2 separate regions of the Mus musculus genome follow, and region 2 is linked to region 1. The links are chromatin contacts, called in public promoter capture Hi-C maps. All regions are on one chromosome and are shown on one strand. Each heading gives the region's core, a stretch centred on a gene start, on an enhancer-like site or on the middle of the called end of the contact. The rest is flanking DNA. Distances are from core to core; before and after follow the strand shown. Region 1 has its middle 22 kb from the start of Gm35884. Region 2 holds the start of Cdh17 (cadherin 17).

Evidence for each region. Promoter capture Hi-C pulls out the DNA fragments that hold promoters and counts their contacts.
Region 2: a contact with region 1 is called in a promoter capture Hi-C map of trophoblast stem cells, with 1.9 times the contacts expected there. The contact joins the promoter of Cdh17 here to the enhancer-like site in region 1. A contact is called at or near these places in 9 of 39 promoter capture datasets (the HPC-7 cell line, cranial neural crest, embryonic stem cells and 5 more), 1 of 484 Hi-C or Micro-C datasets (MC3T3-E1-derived osteoblasts), 2 of 115 datasets of contacts at active chromatin or transcription factors (embryonic stem cells and pancreatic cancer cells) and 2 of 9 other capture datasets (macrophages and pancreatic islet).

What each region holds. Positions count from the first base shown.
Region 1 is chr4:11,652,554-11,655,253 of GRCm38.p6, forward strand. No RefSeq gene overlaps it. Among named protein-coding and RNA genes, the nearest start is that of Gm35884, 22 kb to the right of the region's middle. Within about 2 kb of position 1,303, at least 37 of the 459 cell types and tissues checked have an H3K27ac peak or open chromatin away from gene starts, as enhancers often do. A contact at or near this core is called in pancreatic cancer cells and trophoblast stem cells, where this site is marked.
Region 2 is chr4:11,756,775-11,759,474 of GRCm38.p6, forward strand. It overlaps Cdh17 (cadherin 17), which reads left to right and starts at 1,383. Exons shown (of 18, transcript NM_019753.4): 1 at 1,383-1,507.

The DNA of each region.
Region 1 (2,700 bases), core at 53-2,552:
TTGCTTTCCTTTCATGCTGATGTGATACACACAAAGTAACTTCAGAGACAAAAGCTTTATTTTAACTCAGTTCCCAGCGAGGGTCCTTTGTGATGGGGGAGCTGTCAGAAGCTTGAAGCAGTTGGCCACATTTTATCTGCAGTCAGGAGAGAGCAATGAGCCTGTGCAGGCTGCTATGCTATCCCGGGTTTTGTCTTTCCCAGTTAGGGAATAGAGGGAAGCCATAGAGGGCTGGTCTTTCTGTTCAACTGATTCTCTCAAGATTCTCCCACCCATGGGACTCTGTCCTGACAAACTGACAACCAACACTATCACGTAAGCATTATGAACACACTTGCGCTGAAGAACAAAGAGATGAACAGGTGAAATATCTCAGACAAGGTCAACAGGGATGAGAGATATTTCTAAGTTTTTTTTTTTTTTTAACATTCATTTGTGGTGTATGAGGTGTGTGTGTATCACAGCATGCATGTGGAAGTCAGAGGACAGCCTGTGGGAATCAGCTTTCTCTTTCTACCATGTGGGTCCTGGAACAATACTCAGGTCAGAAAGCTTGACAGCAAAGGCCTCTCCCTGCTGGGCCATGGAAACAGCTTGGAGGACTGTGCTTGTGTGCCAGATGTATATTTTATTAAGGTTTACCAAGCAGCCCAGTAAAGTACTGTTATTTTCTGAGTTTGCAAGTAAGGTATTTGGGACGTGGAGGGTTGCTTATGTCACAGAACTGCTTAATGACAGGGCTATCATTTGACATCTTTCCCTGGTTGTCTTCTGATGGACCAAGAAGGCATCTAGGCAATGGAGAGACAGACCAAGACTGATGAACAGTATGCTGGAGAAGATGACAGAGTCCATTGTTTTAAATGTTTGGTAAATTTTCTTTTAATCTTACCCATAGGGCACTGGCTTTATGTTGTTCCCAGGAACAACACTCAGTTTAAGATCAATGACATAGGGCAGAAAGTGACTGACTGTGGTTCCTCTCGGACCCCCACGGTTCCAGGCTGAGAGACTCAGCAGACTCACTGGAAGGCTGACGTCAGTGAACTTCATCTCCAGCTTGTTCTGAAACATTCCATCCTTCAGTCTTCTGAGTCACCTCACCTGCAGCTTCTAGGACTCTGCTTCATTTCAGGGTCCATAGGCAAGCCCGTATGTAAATAATGCTTTTACTCTTCCTGATTTCATAAAAGTAGAATCATGACTCAGTTACATTCTCCAGAGAGCTAAAGGTGTACTCACATGTGTCCAGGCTAGGAGTTAGTCACATAAACAACACAGAGTTGCTAGGCAACCCAATACACAATTCGTTTCAGCGATGGCAGTGTTTGCTCTTAGTTCCGGGATGTTCTGGGGATGCTGACTTAAGTTCCAAGGACACAGGTGTGGGGCAGCCATACGTGGTGTTCCTGTGTCCAGCCTGCATTCTTCTTTCCCCTTCGCAAGGGCCCCTGGATTTGGTTTACATTTCCTGCTCAAGATTGCAATAGTGAGATGTGAAAATGGGAGGAGGGGGATGCCAGCCAGCTCAGAGAACATGTGAATATGACCTGCACGTGCATGTGTACCTACAGGCCACAGTTCAGTTCTATGAATGCTCAGGCTGGTTTGTCTTTCACAGCCCCTTTCCCCAAAAGCCACTCATACCAGGATTGGCTGTCTCCTGCTATGTATTTTTGTTGCAATTGTTATTGGTTTTGGTTGTTGAACCTTCTTAAAGTTAGGAAGAATTCCCTCTGTCCCTTTGGAACTTCCCTCCTTTTTCTAAACTGAGGAAGACATAGTGGAGAGGCTTTCTGTCTGACCAGATTATACTTTCAGGAATTACACAGGTTACAAGTGACACAAAGAAAAGAGGGATGGCTAGGGTACAATTCTTTCTCATGACACGGGCAGTAGCCTCTTAGCAGGCTTTTCCCTGACATTAACAGCTGAGTTTTTTCGAACCCTCCTCGTGGCTAAGCTTACTCCCCCACCCAGGCTCAGGCCACTGGCCCACCACAGGAGCCCTCCCATCCCCAGTCAGTATCAACTCCAGGGGATCTTTCTGCTTAAATCAGCCAGGATCCGTTCCTAAGCTTGACCCAAGGCTCCTGAGCAGACACCTTCCCAGGAGTGTGTAGAGCGTCTGCTCATTTCTCCTAGCTGGTAAACCACGCAAACTCTGGATTAGACGTCTACCTTATCACAGCTGCACAGGAGAGGTACTGGAAATCGGCTCTGGGTTGCGTGAATCAAGGGCCATCCAGAAATGACTGAGGACCTCAGATCCTTCTTCCAGATTCCAGCAGCTGCCAGGATTCCTTGCCCCATTGCCTTCTGGATGTGGTCACATTATTCTGTGCTTTGCCTCTGTGGTCACATTACCCTGCCTTCCCTCTGTGTCAGTGTTCCCTCTGCCTTTTATAAGGACATGTAATTGTATCTGAGACCCACCTCCACTCCAGGGTAATCTTTTATCTTGAGAGCCTTACTCATATCTATAAAGACTGCCCTCCTATTTGCCATAGAAGGCTGCATTTACAGGCTCTAAGGGTTAGCACATGGGGGCATCTTCTGGGAGGCATTTTCAACTATTTGAGTACCCTCAATGTATTCTTCCATAGTTCATGGTTGGTTTATCTCTGTCTCCTTTACTAGACCATGTACTGCAGGGGTACCCCAAGGGGCTCAGTGGCTCTGTTTCTGAAGTACATGATG
Region 2 (2,700 bases), core at 133-2,632, 100 kb after region 1:
CTGTATTGTCACAGGCTGAGTGACTCCACCAGATAGAAAATCTCTCCTTACTCTGTTTCCTGTGTCTAAGCTGGAATCTATTCATAGACTTGAGAAGACTAGCTGAAGAGATACCTTTAACTTATATGCCCATGTGCCATGGCCCTGGTGGCATGGTATTATTACTGAAAACAACAGCAATCTATAAATTTACCCGTCTATGAATCTGCTTTTCCTAAAGCAAAACAAAAGCAAAAACACCCCCCAACACACACAAAAACTTTGTAGACTTAAAAATTATATTTTACACACATTATTAAAAGACTACTAGGCAAGAAGCCAACTCCTTCCAGAGAAGTTCTGTGAGGAGAGATGCAATTGATTGATTCCAGGAAGTGAATCATCAGGCAGGATGAAGCTATTTGATTTTGTGTCCCAAGGTCATTTTGTCTAGCAGATGGGAAAGCAGAGATGGTCAAAATTTGAGAAGTTCTTGGCCGAGTTAATCTTACTTCTCTAAACACAGTGAGCTTAGCCGTGAGACTGAGGAGGGAGGGCAGTTCCACTGTTAGAGCACCCAGGAAAGCTGTTCAGGAGATCTTAGAGGGAGGGAGCTCCCATTAAGAGTGCTCTGAAGCCAGCAATGGAAGGGAAGGGAAACAGCAGTTCAGGAGACATCCAGACACACTTCAGAAGGTCCCCAGAAACAGGGTAAACTTTGACCTATGTGACCTCTGCCTGGTATCACTTCACATTTTCAAGATGGTTTCCTGGAGGCACTGAAGAGTGGGACTTAGCCATCAGTCAGAAAGACGCCTTGGCTTAAGATGTCTGTGGCAGTAGCTTCAAAACAAAACAAAACAAAACAAAACAAAACAAAACAAAACAAAACAGAACAGAACTGTGTTTGTTGGGTTACCGTGTCTTTCAGAAGTTGGAACAGCCACTGTGTCTTTCAGCATGGCATCTGGGCCATCTACAAAATCACTTGTCAGTGTCTGTCAGTGGGTGACACTGTCAGCAAACTTGGTGCCTTGTAGTTTGGACTTGTACAGAACCTATACGCATACTTGTTGACAGTCTCCTTTGCAGACACTACAATAAGTGATTGTGTAAAATGTTAGCAACCCTCTTTGATGCCACAGAGCTCACACTCCAGAGATAGTTGGATACACACTCAACTTCCTCATTTAAACTTCTTAACTCCTAACTTATTCATATATTTAAAACAACACCACCACCACCAACAACTCAGCAACCAGTTTGAAAGCATGTTTGGTATGAATGGGTATAAAGTAACTTCTTTCCTGGACTGAATGTAATGATACCTTTTATGATACCCAGTGACTCTCAGATATCAATAAAAATGTTGTGGTTAATGTTTGACTGGGGGGGTGGGTGAAGGGAGAGGCTAGAGGAGCAGAACAGGTTGAGGAAGTGTCTCTTAGGGTTCTTCAGCCACAGCAAGTGTCTCCACGGCTGAATGGACGACAAAAACTTCTAAGCAGCATTTCTTACTTACTGAAAGGTAAGGGTGAATTGTCCTCAGTATTCTTCCAGAAGTTTGTAAGAATGATAACTTAGATGATGGGTGGATGGCTTAAGAAGGGCTGATAAATGTATCCCTTGAGGCCAAGTGTGTACAGCTACAAAAGGTGCTTGTCCCTGGTGTCCTTAGCTTTTGGGGAGGACACAGTTCCTTTCTCTAATAGTTATTTCTCATGAGTCTGTATTTCAGACACTCACTGGATGAAAGTGGCTTTTGGTCGAACTGAACTTGGAGTGGAACTAAGGGAACATTGGGTTCTCTGAGGTGTAAATGAGTGTGAGCACCTGTCATTAGGGATCAGCATCTAAAACTGGTCTGAGAACATTTCCAGAACTATGTTGTAGGAATTGGAGTTAGAATCCTAGTCTCATAAGTTGTGGTGTCTCTCACATGTCTTTAGAGATCATTCAGTCTACTTTTTGGAGGAGACAAATCCAGTGTTGGATTCTTAACACTGTCTGGAACGTGGAAGGGTTGGCACAGAGGAGAAAGGAGACTTTTAAAGAAAGCACTAGAAGAAGAGCGAAAGGGAGACCAGTCCCACCTTGCAGGTGGGAAAGGGAAGTTGCTGTGGGGGTGGGGTGGGGTGCTTCTGGTTCCCTTCATAGCAGATGAACTGTCTGCTAATGAGGGATTCTCAAGATATCATATGCGCACTGGGAATCTTCATAGTTTTGGCCATTGCCAGTGTGTTTTGATTACAGGTGACTTTATAGAAATGACACAGATGCTCCCTGTAGTAGGGTGTACCAAGCAAACTGTTTGGGCAATACTTTCTTTCATACTTTTCTATAAAAATGTAAGTAGCAAGTAAGGCATTGTTTAAAAGAAGAAAGTGCACACTGGGATAACAAGAAAAACAGTCAACATTGAGGTGTTCTAAAGAAATAAAAGGACTCCTTTTCTGGAGAGTCTACAGTTAACTGGGGGACATGCATTTTATGAGTCTTTGGGGTTGGTCAGTTGGGTTGGGCCCATTTCATCATTGATTGGCTAGAGCACATGAGGCTGTGCACTTATGTTCTCTGAACCTTAATCTTTTTCATTTAGATAACAGATAATCTGCCCAAGTGGGTGACCATGAGGAACAAATGCATAGGTAAAGTGCTTGCTGTAATGGTAGCCCCTCAGTGAAGGTTGGCTTTCTTTTTCAGGAGAAAGTCCAGATACTG